Linked DNA regions of Mus musculus: all the other regions are linked to region 4. Evidence: chromatin contacts called from public HiChIP or PLAC-seq and Micro-C data. All regions are on one chromosome and are shown on one strand. The core of a region is the stretch at or near the end of the contact, and the rest is flanking DNA. Distances in the headings are between cores, read along the strand shown.

The links. Hi-C and Micro-C count contacts between places; a contact is called where the count stands out from the background. HiChIP or PLAC-seq counts read pairs in DNA pulled down with a chosen protein or histone mark.
Region 1: a contact with region 4 is called in an H3K4me3 HiChIP or PLAC-seq map of embryonic stem cells, with 29 read pairs. The contact joins two enhancer-like sites. A contact is called at or near these places in 7 of 484 Hi-C or Micro-C datasets (the G1E-ER4 cell line and embryonic stem cells), 5 of 115 datasets of contacts at active chromatin or transcription factors (embryonic stem cells and stem cell-derived neural progenitor cells) and 3 of 9 other capture datasets (adipose tissue, liver and pancreatic islet).
Region 2: a contact with region 4 is called in an H3K27ac HiChIP or PLAC-seq map of embryonic stem cells, with 2.6 times the contacts expected there. The contact joins two enhancer-like sites. A contact is called at or near these places in 3 of 39 promoter capture datasets (the C10 cell line, embryonic stem cells and stem cell-derived epiblast-like cells), 1 of 484 Hi-C or Micro-C datasets (embryonic stem cells), 2 of 115 datasets of contacts at active chromatin or transcription factors (embryonic stem cells and pancreatic cancer cells) and 3 of 9 other capture datasets (adipose tissue, liver and pancreatic islet).
Region 3: a Micro-C map of embryonic stem cells shows a contact between it and region 4, with 3 times the contacts expected there. The contact joins two enhancer-like sites. A contact is called at or near these places in 2 of 39 promoter capture datasets (both in embryonic stem cells), 2 of 15 datasets of contacts at CTCF or cohesin (both in embryonic stem cells), 42 of 484 Hi-C or Micro-C datasets (the Ba/F3 cell line, the HL-1 cell line, the HPC-7 cell line and 7 more), 18 of 115 datasets of contacts at active chromatin or transcription factors (embryonic stem cells, heart atrium and stem cell-derived neural progenitor cells) and 3 of 9 other capture datasets (adipose tissue, embryonic stem cells and pancreatic islet).

The regions. Positions count from the first base shown.
Region 1 is chr8:33,812,723-33,815,422 of GRCm38.p6, forward strand. The region is part of intron 5 of Rbpms (RNA binding protein gene with multiple splicing); the gene reads right to left. Among named protein-coding and RNA genes, the nearest start is that of Smim18, 66 kb to the left of the region's middle. Within about 2 kb of position 1,434, at least 25 of the 459 cell types and tissues checked have an H3K27ac peak or open chromatin away from gene starts, as enhancers often do. A contact at or near this core is called in embryonic stem cells, where this site is marked.
Region 2 is chr8:34,123,154-34,125,853 of GRCm38.p6, forward strand. Mboat4 (membrane bound O-acyltransferase domain containing 4) reads left to right here. Exons shown (of 3, transcript NM_001126314.2): 3 at 602-2,032. The coding sequence ends at 1,565. Among named protein-coding and RNA genes, the nearest start is that of Gm39158, 3.7 kb to the left of the region's middle. Within about 2 kb of position 1,253, at least 108 of the 459 cell types and tissues checked have an H3K27ac peak or open chromatin away from gene starts, as enhancers often do. A contact at or near this core is called in embryonic stem cells and stem cell-derived epiblast-like cells, where this site is marked.
Region 3 is chr8:33,777,399-33,780,098 of GRCm38.p6, forward strand. No RefSeq gene overlaps it. Among named protein-coding and RNA genes, the nearest start is that of Smim18, 31 kb to the left of the region's middle. Within about 2 kb of position 1,408, at least 12 of the 459 cell types and tissues checked have an H3K27ac peak or open chromatin away from gene starts, as enhancers often do. A contact at or near this core is called in embryonic stem cells, where this site is marked.
Region 4 is chr8:33,956,886-33,959,585 of GRCm38.p6, forward strand. No RefSeq gene overlaps it. Among named protein-coding and RNA genes, the nearest start is that of Gm33588, 6.0 kb to the right of the region's middle. Within about 2 kb of position 1,321, at least 14 of the 459 cell types and tissues checked have an H3K27ac peak or open chromatin away from gene starts, as enhancers often do. A contact at or near this core is called in embryonic stem cells and stem cell-derived epiblast-like cells, where this site is marked.

The sequences.
Region 1 (2,700 bases), core at 184-2,683, 140 kb before region 4:
AAAGCCAAATCTGACAGCAGGCACCTGGGACCCCAGTGATAATCCCCAGAGACAGGGGAACTGCCCCGGAAGCATGCAGGCCACCTAGCCTGGGACACAGTGAAGCTGTGGGAGAGACTTTGCTTCAACATGGATGGTGGGAACCGGCTACTTTATGGTATCCTGTGAGCTCCATGTGTGTACCCAAACTCACACACTCTATACATTATACATGCTTGTGTACACACACACACACACAGAGTACAGTGAAGACAGGATGGTGGATCACATCTATAATCTCAAGATCTGGTAGAGGCAGAAGACCCTGCCTCAAAAAAAATAACTACAGAACCACCCGCTTGCCCAACGGAACGCATTAGCAATTCTGAGACTGAGCTAACTCTGAGCTCCTAACAATAAGAGTCCTTACCCCACCCTCAGCAGGATATCCGCCTCCTTCCCGCCCTCCTAGATGCAGGGCACAGAGACATACATCTGAGTGCAAACAGAGGCCAAATCAAGAGAATAGCATTTGAAACCAATGTGTCCTCAATATCAAAAGGTCCCAGGCACACATGTGAGAACATGTGCTCCCACCCCTTCCTGCCCCTGTCGCAGAAGACTGGCTTGGGGGATTCGGATCTCCTGGAGTGTCTCAGCTCCACCTCTGCTCTCCAGAGGCCCCTCCCTCTGCCAGCACCGAAAAGGTAAAGGGTTTAAAAGTATTTAAATTATCGTGTAGGTTAAGCAAGGTTACTTTTAGGGATGGAGTCTACTTTAACACAAACTACAGAAAATTATCTTAGAAGCTACAGAACCTTTCTAGTATCAAAACAAGGTTACAGCAACAGAAATGGTCATTGGGGAACATGTTTGGGAAGGCTATGCTGCACGGCTGTTTGTGCAGACAGGGTTTCTCTGTTTAACCGCCCTGGATGTCCGGGAACACAGAGGCTGCCCTAAGTGCTGGAATTAAGGGCATGTGCCACACCATACCTGGCTCAAACGGTATCACCTACTGGTTTTCTGTATGATTTAGCTGTCTGTGCTTAATTAAAAGCCACGAAAATGCTGACGGACTTTAAAGAAAGGCCTTTAAACGGTATGATTAGTGATTGAAATTCTGCTTTAAAATTGTGTTAAGGGAGCTGAGAAATAGGAACACACTTGCTTTAGACACTGCACGCCATCTATCACCTTGTGTCCAACATTCATGCCATCTGGGGAAGCTTTAGTGACTTGTGATTGGAGATGACACAGCTCACCCTGGGGCACAACGGGGGGGGGGGAAGAGGGGTGCTAGACAAACTGTAACCTTTCCTTTACACTACCACTATTCAGGAGACCCCCTTAAGTGTCCTCAGGCATCTCCAACTGGAGAAGAGGAGGGGCCAAATAAAGCCCAAGTCACAGCCAGGAAGATCTAGTCTGACACTCTCCAAGGCCCTGCTCCCTAGAAGATTAATTAGCATATGCAAATGTCCTCCTCAGCCCTACTATAGCTAGAGACCAGCAACCCTGCTATACAAAGGGAGCATTCCCTCTTTTCCTTGTGTTTCCCTTTCCCAATTGGTTTCCACATTAAAGATACAAGGAAATTATGCCATGAGTTTGTGAAGCTGAAACAAAACCAAGCTGTTGCTTCTACAGGGGAGGGTCACCTTTAAGAGTGCTTCATGAAGACCAGAGATAGGGCAATCAGAGAAAGGAAGAAAGAGGGACAGAAGAGAGAGAGAGAGACAGACAGACACACACACTGACTCTGACTCAAAGAGAAACAAATAAACCAACCTTCTTAAAGAAAATGGCTTTTAGGGCTGGAGGGCAGTGGAGGCAGAAGGGGACCGGGACCGTGCAACCACAGAACCTGAGTCTGATTCTCTAGCGATTGGAACTAAGCTCTCTCTAGAACTCTCTAGTTTCTGACCAGGCATTCTAGTCAGACTGGTAAGCTCCAGGCCAGTGAGAGAGAGGCTCCCCTCAAAGGAAGTGGGTGGCATTCCTGAGGATGGGAAACAGGGGCAGCCAGTGTATATGCACACCTTAAAAAGAGATTTGCACCGGGCAGTGGTGGTGCACATCCTTAATCCTAGCACTTGGGAGGCAGGGGCAGGCAGATTTCTGAGTTCGAGGCCAGCCTGGTCTACAGAGTGAGTTCCAGGACAGCCAGAGCTACATAGAGAAACCCTGTCTTGAAAAACCAAAGGTTTGCTTCTAGATCCTGATTCCTATGGGGGCTCATTAGCCAACGAGTGCAAACTTTCTGGGCAGGAGAGATGCCACAACAGTTACAGGCTGACACAGAATAACCATGTGTTTTGGACTTGGACCACCGAGCAAACAAACAAGTATCAGCCTGCAACATCCCGTGTCAAAGTAACAACCAATAAAGCCAACAACCTTCCCCTCTATCAGTTTTGTGGAGGGTTTTGGCTTTGGGAGTTGAACAAGGCAACAAGAACGATCTCTAGGTAAAATTAAAATAAGCGCATAGAACTAAAAATAACATCAATTTGTTCAGATTTTGGCCAACATCTTCAATACGTAATGTGAACCAAACAGCAGATAGAAATGATACTTTTCAGTCCCAACAGCTTGCTGATTCTTACTAAAACTGCCGGTACCCTGGACAGCCTGGCACAGTATTGAGAGCAATGTACTTGGAAAACAAAAGAGACCAGGGCCAAGTAAAGCCAGGGCAGCAGTCTACTAGGGGGACAG
Region 2 (2,700 bases), core at 3-2,502, 170 kb after region 4:
GAGTTCAGAGAGCAACTTTTGGGAGTTAGGTGGTTTTTTTCATTTTCATTTTCTTTTCTTTTCTTTCTTTCTTTTTTTTTTTAACCACGTGGGACCTGGGAATTGAACTGTGGTTGTCAGTCTCAAGTGCCCACTGAGCTATCTCTCCAGCCGTTTATAAGCTATTCTAAAATATTATAACCAGGAGGTGGAGAGATAGCTCAATGGCTAAGAGCACTGACTGCTCTTCCAGAGGTCCTGAGTTCAATTCCCAGCAACCACATGACAGCATAAATATGAGTCAGATGGGTTGGGGTAAGGTTTTCTCTGTGTAGTTCTGACTGTGTAGTTCTTGCTCTGAAAACCATGCTAGCCTCGAACTCAGAGATCCAACTGCCTTTGCCTCCGCATGCTGAGATGCTGGGATTAAAGGAGTGTGATACCCGGCCTGGGATAATTAGTGGTTTTGCCCTGGAATAATGCACGGTTCTGAAAGATTCTAAGAGTGTTTGTGGAGCGTGATTTGCTATGAGATCTGTGGGCAGGTTGGAGGCGAGAGAACAAGTGTGAGACAATAAATATGGCGTGGCTTCACATACATGTTTATTTAAATGTCTTTCAGGTTCTACATCACTCTTTCTTCCCTCATGCTCTTGACGCAGAGAGTCACATCCCTCTCACTGGACATTTGTGAAGGGAAGGTGGAGGCCCCGAGGCGGGGCATCAGGAGCAAGAGTTCTTTCTCTGAGCACCTGTGGGATGCTCTACCTCATTTCAGCTACTTGCTCTTTTTCCCTGCTCTCCTGGGAGGCTCCCTGTGTTCCTTCCGGAGGTTTCAGGCTTGCGTTCAAAGATCAAGCTCTTTGTATCCGAGTATCTCTTTTCGGGCTCTGACCTGGAGGGGTCTGCAGATTCTCGGGCTGGAGTGCCTCAAGGTGGCGCTGAGGAGCGCGGTGAGTGCTGGAGCTGGACTGGATGACTGCCAGCGGCTGGAGTGCATCTACCTCATGTGGTCCACAGCCTGGCTCTTTAAACTCACCTATTACTCCCATTGGATCCTGGACGACTCTCTCCTCCACGCGGCGGGCTTTGGCGCTGAGGCTGGCCAGGGGCCTGGAGAGGAGGGATACGTCCCCGACGTGGACATTTGGACCCTGGAAACTACCCACAGGATCTCCCTGTTCGCCAGGCAGTGGAACCGAAGCACAGCTCTGTGGCTCAGGAGGCTCGTCTTCCGGAAGAGCCGGCGCTGGCCCCTGCTGCAGACATTTGCCTTCTCTGCCTGGTGGCACGGGCTCCACCCAGGTCAGGTGTTCGGCTTCCTGTGCTGGTCTGTAATGGTGAAAGCCGATTATCTGATTCACACTTTTGCCAACGTATGTATCAGATCCTGGCCCCTGCGGCTGCTTTATAGAGCCCTCACTTGGGCTCATACCCAACTCATCATTGCCTACATCATGCTGGCGGTGGAGGGCCGGAGCCTTTCCTCTCTCTGCCAACTGTGCTGTTCTTACAACAGTCTCTTCCCTGTGATGTACGGTCTTTTGCTTTTTCTGTTAGCGGAGAGAAAAGACAAACGTAACTGAAATCTTTCCCTGCCCTTCATCTCACCTAGCCATTAAATACTGCTTAGGAAATGCCAGAAGATGCCTTGATGAATAATGTATTTAAAACTATTCATAGTGAAAGTTTTTAAGTATTGGATGGATAAACCTGATGGCTGGCCACAGAGATGTGTTTCTCTTCTGTGGTGGTTTGAATAGTAATGGCTCCCATATGTTTATATATTTAAATGCTTAGAGGGTGACACTACTTGAAAGGACTAGGAGGTGTGGCTTCATCGGAGGAAGTGTGTCACTAGGCTTTGAAGTTTCAAAAGCCCAGTCCTAGTTTAGCGTCTTTCCCTGTAGCTTGCCGATCTGGATATAGAACTCTTAGCTCCTCCAGCACCATGTCTGCCTGCATGCCGCCATGCTTCCTGCCATGATGATAATGGACTAAACCCCTGGAATTATAAGTCAGCCCCAATTAAATGATTTCCTTTATAAAAGTTTCTGTGGCCGTGGTGTCTCATTACAGCAGGGGAACAGTAATTAAGACTTGTGCATTAACAAGCTATTCTATTGTTACTGAGGTACAAATTGGAGAAGCACAGGGACTTCTCTAGATGTGGAAGTGAGGTTGAAATGAGCCTGGATATAAAAACATCAGGTGTGAGTAGAGGGCGTGATTCAGTGAGTGTCTGCCCAGCAGATGGGAGGGCTGGGGTTTGAGCCTCACTACCAGATTTAAAAAACAAAACCAAAACATCAAACTACTGTGAACCGCATGAAGATGTTATATGCACAGAAATTAAATGCTTAGTACCCATTGGGCCCAGTTGATTCTGGGATGTGAAGTATTGCAATCTGGTATGAATGACTTCTTATTGCCATAATGAAATGTTAGAGACAGGCAGACTTATGAAGGAAAGGATGTTTATTTAGGTCTCAGAGTTAGAAGTGCAAAGTCTGATGGTTTGGCTTCTGTTGATCCCTGATGGTGGATGCTGTCACATCATAGCAGAAGTGCGAACAGGGACAATGGCTCAAATCTTGGAGTAAACCAGAGAGCTGTCTGGACCAATATTATTTTCTTTAACACTCCTCTTAGGAAAAATACATCTCATGAAAACTATCTTCAACTCTTTGAGTGACAGGACTCCATTGGGGGTCCATCTCT
Region 3 (2,700 bases), core at 158-2,657, 180 kb before region 4:
GAGGGTTCCCTCTGATGTGTGCCACGCTCCTGAGGGGAGTCACAAGTCTCGTCTTACATATTAAGTGATGTTGGAATACAGAAACCAGGTTTGGCGTCCTCAGGAAAGGTGGGGCTCTGGGCCTCTGGGGAGTGTTCTGGTACTTCACATCTTCCTCACCTCCAGCTCTAAAATACGGTCTAAGCAGACGTCAGTCTGGGTTCCCGTAGTCAGAAGGTAAGAAATTTACCCCCTTGCCTGGTGTCTGAAGGCTTTTGCTGGTAAGGATTTATAATAGTTATGGCATCAAATTAGCTTTCCCCATAAAGCTAGAACTCACTTATCTCCCAGCAGGTACCTCCATTTGCAACCATGTTCTCCAAGCTAAGTTATGGCCCAGGTCTGAAAGTGCAAGTCTGTCTGTCTTACTGCTTTGTCTGGCTTTATAAGGAGGCAGACTTGAGGCCTGCTCAGATACATGCCTTACCACCAGGTCTGTGTCCCAGTGATTTCTAGCTCAGTCTGTCTCGTCCTTAGGGACTGGCCTGATAATTGATTCTAATTTTTTATCTCCACAGAAATGAAGAAACTAAATCTAGCAAAACAAAGTTTGTTCACTAGTTGGCAAACTTGCAAATTCTCTGATTTGGTTTCACTCACTTGCATTGTCTTGCAAACAGTTCCCTTTGTTATTCTCTCTGCTGAAGTACTAGACTATATCCCTGGGTGGTGTGTAGGGAGTAGGTGGTTGTGTTCAGTGACCATAATAAAAAAGAAAGGATTCTGGCAGCAGCTCTTCTGGGTGACTAAAGACAATTTCAAGTTGAAGTCTTGGTCTCACCTCTGCCAGTTTGTGTCAGATCTGCTGCCATTTAGAAGCAGGTGGGAATGGGCATGGTTGGGAGAGTTAAAAGGCATCTGATCTATAATTCATCACAATCACAAGAGGCTTTTAGGGCTAGCTAAGAGAGATGTAGTGGAACTTAGATAAAGTATAAAAAAAATGACCATTTGGCTGCTGCTGTCACAGCCTGTAAATATGGTCAGATGATGGGTGGACCCAGGGGATGGAGAAACACTCAAGACTAGTTGATGTGAGTGCTGGGGAAAGCCGATGGAGGGACTTTGGTCCCGCTTCTTCTAGGGAGTGTGTGGATGCAGTCCTGGATTCCTCTCCTGAGCCTTTGTTTGCAGTCACTAGAGTGGAAGAAGCTTGCTCTGAAGGTAGGCACTCATGTGGGACAAATACATCTGGATTGTGAATTTCCCAGTCCTTATAATGGCAATCATACCAGGCATAGAAGGTGAAACTCAGTGCCCCTTTTTTTTCTAGTACCGCTTTTTTTTACTTTGGTTCATTTTGGGGAAGTTTGGGGTTTTTCTCAGGTTTCACTGACTGCTGTTTGCTAGCTGAGACTAGTTCTGTGCCTGGGAAGCAGTGACGCCCTCTTGTCTGTCTCACTGTTGTCTGTGCAGCTGCATGTGCTGCACGTGGGACAGGTCGTCGCTTCCCAGACGGGACAGGGTCTGACTTTGCCCCTCTTGTGGTTCTAGAGTAGAAGCACACTTTCCTTCATGAAGGGTTTTCCACTAGAAATAAATAGGAATGGCTAGTCCTTGGCCATAACACCTTAAACATGTCTTGTCTTGGAAGCTGAGTGTGATCTGGCACAGTTAATACATGTATAGGAGGAACACGTGCCTCCTTAGCAGACTGACAGGCCCTCTGGAAGTTGGTTAGCACATTCCTGTGACCTTGTGACATTTCACCTGACCAGGACACTGCATACACGTGGCTCTGGGTAAGTACCTAGGACCTACACAACAGCCAGCTCTAGAAATATCAAAAACTGCTTTATTTTTGCACTTGACTAATACTGTAGGACACTGAACATGTTTGGCAGTCCTTACATTGAAATCCTCTGTTGTAGTTTCAGGAGAAAACTGCTCCTTTGTCCATGTAAATATTTTAATTTGAACATTATCTCAAAGGGCATTTAGGCCTGTTTTTGCTCAAAAGACACCTTGGGTGAAATTTAAGCATTTGACCTAATCATTTCTCACTGGGGATAGGGCTGGGGAAGGCCTGGCTTTGTAGTTCATTTCTGCATCCTATCTCAGCTCCATGAACGCCAGGGTCACAAGAATGTGTTGCTGTACCCAACTTCTAATCTGCATCACATCAGTGAGGCATGCATGTGAGCAGTTGAGACAAAGGCTACACTATTGGGTTATTTAAAGTTCTCTCTTAACAAAACAAAACATGCATTGCCTACATGTATGTCTGTGTGAGGGTGTCAGATCTTGGAGTTACGAATAGTTGTAAGCTGCCATGTGGGTGGTGGGATTTGAACCTGGATCCCCTTAAGCACCAAGCCGACTCTCCAGCCCCTCATTTTGTTTTTTTTTTTCCCAGACAGGGTTTCTCTCTGTAGCCCTGGCTGGTTTGGAACTCCCTCTGTAGACCAAACTGGCCTCAAATTCAGGTCTGCCTGCCTCAGGTGCTGGGGTTGGGTTAAAGGGATGCACCACCACCCAGACTTTACTGGGGCTTCTTCTGGTCAGGTTATGTTAAGAGTTTGTGAGAAGACTTTCCACCGCCCCCAATAAAGGTACAGCAGTAAAGGAGAGCTTGTGGGTATCACTGGGCTACAAAGGAGGACAGTATGAAACCGTTCTTGCAGGATGGCTTTTGAAACCTGGGCAGAGCAAGGCAGTTGA
Region 4 (2,700 bases), core at 71-2,570:
CACTGTGTTAGTTACTCTTTGTTACTGTAACAAAACACACCTCGACCAAACGTGACTTATGGAAGGATTTGTCTCGGCTTCAATAAACTGAGAAGGGGAGTCTGCAAGGGTGAGGGAGGCAGGCATGGCTGCCACATGCAGCCAGAGTGGGAAGCTGAGAGGTCTCGTTCCCAAACCTTCTATCTCTCACGTTATTGAGACAGGTTTATATTCTATAGTCCTGGTTGGACCCTGTTTCTAAAAAGGAAAACTCAAAGAAACTAAGAAGGTACTTAGGACGGAATGGGAGGGGGAAATGACAAATCACAGTAATTGAGATGCTGCCGATGCCACGAAGAGACAAATTTGTACCTCTAAGTGCACAAGTCAGAAATGAGCAGAGTCAGCTGGTCAGGGGCTTCGGTGGGGATGGCTCCTGCTGCCAAACCCGAGGTCCTGAGTTCCGTACCAAGGTCCACGGAGGAAGGATAGAACCAGCTCCCAAAAGCTGCCCTCTGACCTCCACACATGAGGACAGCATGCATGCAATAAATAACGTGATAAAAAATGAAAAGGCAAAGAAATGATTAGCGAGGCACACCCTTGACTGCAGTTCCCACTTCAAGAAACGAGCTAAGTCAAAAGTAGACCACAAGGAAACGTGGAAGTAATAAAGAAGACAACCAGCCCTGTTGATAGATAGCATCTGTGGTTGTTCCCCTCCCAACCCATGGCTGGATCCTTATCACGGGGGAAAAAGATCAGACAAATTCCACGAGAGAAAGCCTATAAAATTCCGGACCATCACTCCTTAAAAACAAAGTCTGAGAACCACTCAGAGCCAAGAACCTCGGGATTCACAGCCACTGTGATGTGGTGTCCCAGGTAGGAAAAAAGTGGGGGAAATTCAAATGAAGTTCAGGCTCGAGACAGTCCCGATGTGTTGCCGTGGTGTAGGAACTAAGTGTAGCATCGTCTGAGCCCTGGATATTAGAGACGCCAGAGTATATGAAAACTCTCAGGCATTTTCACATCAACTGCTTTGAATATTTTACATCCCATCCTCCTGAAAAACAAAACAACAGGAACCAGGTTCTTCATGCTCAGTTAGTTTAATTCGAGAATCCTATGAGACAGGTCAGGTCAAGAGACTCAACACCAGCTTCACACAGTCTCTTCGAGGAAACAGAAGGAGAGCCTCAGGTTCACTCAGGTCAGACTCAGCACCACTCCGATACCCAAACCAGAGACAGAGGCTACCAAAAAGAACACCAGAAAGCCGGGTGGTAGTGGTGCACGCCTTTAATCCTACCACTCAGGAGGCAGAGCCAGGCAAAGCTCTGAGTTCAAGGCCAGCCTGGTCTACAGAGAGAGAGAGTTCTAGGGCAGCAAGGGCTACACAGGGAAAGTCTATCTCAATAACAAAACAAAACAAACAGACAAACACCAAAACAAACAAACAAAACAGAAAACAAAAATCTGGGAAACAGAGGTAGACGGAGTTCTTTCTTAGAGATCAGCCAGGTCAGCCAGGGCTACATACACTGTTTCAAAAATGAGGAGTGGGAGGAGGAAGGGGAGGAGGAGGGGGAGGAAGCTCTGCTTCCTAAAACGAACAAAGGAGATGTACAGTCTCCCTCTTTCCCATTCCTTGCGTTTCTCCTAGTTCAAAGCCTCAGTGGCGACGCCAGGGGAGATCTGCAGACTTAGGACATGCCAGCCTCTGGCTGACTGCCTCTGAAGACTGGGCAGAGCCTCAGACTACGCTGGGATGCACTCCCCAGCCTCCTGCAGCACTGGCCTCCCACCCGGGGCTGAGGCAGGTATCTGTCCTTGGGTGTGTGTCCTTGATCCTTGTGGCGGTGGTGGTAGGGGGAGGCAAGAGGTGCAGGCCATGCTGTGCCTACAAAAAGATCTACAAAAGTCCTTTTGCAGACCTTTACTTAGGTGAATCTGGGATAGTTCAGGAAAAGAACTTCAGAAGAGCAAGAGCCCAGCACCCACATACAAGAAGAGTATGGCCGCACGCGCCTATGATCCCTGGGTTGCTGGGCAGCGTTAGACTGATCGTAGGGAGCACACTGTCCAACCAGCTTAAAAACGGCAAGCTCCAGGCTTAGTGAGAGACCTTGCCTCAAAAAATAAGGTGGAAGGGCTGTAGAGAGGTCTCCGGGGTAAAAAGCATTTGTTGGCGTTCTCAACAAGCTTAGGTCCTGTTTGGCTCATAAACAGCCATTCACAACTCCAGTTCCCGAGGGGATGACGCCCTCTTCTGACCTCCTCGGGTACTGCATGCGCAGTATACTAGTATATATACACATACTCCCACAGATCAAATAAATCAAATAGAAATGGAATCTCAAGTAAAAAAAAAAATTTTTTTTTTTTTTGGTGTTTTTGAGACAGGGTTTCTCTGTATAGTCCTGGCTGTCCTGGAACTCACTTTGTAGACCAGGCTGGCCACGAACTCAGAAATCCGCCTGCCTCTGCCTCCCAAGTGCTGGGATTAAAGGCGTGCGCCACCACGCCCGGCTCAAGTAAAATTTTTATAAAGGTAGGAATAGAAGACATTTGAAGTCCTCTAACCTCTGTGCACACGCACAAGCGCAGGCACACACAATGATGAGTATTCTATAACAGTAAAATGATCCAATTCAAGGCAAGGAAGGAGACCAGGGAGGTTGCCATGGGAAAGAGTAGAAGAATTTGCATGCACAGAGA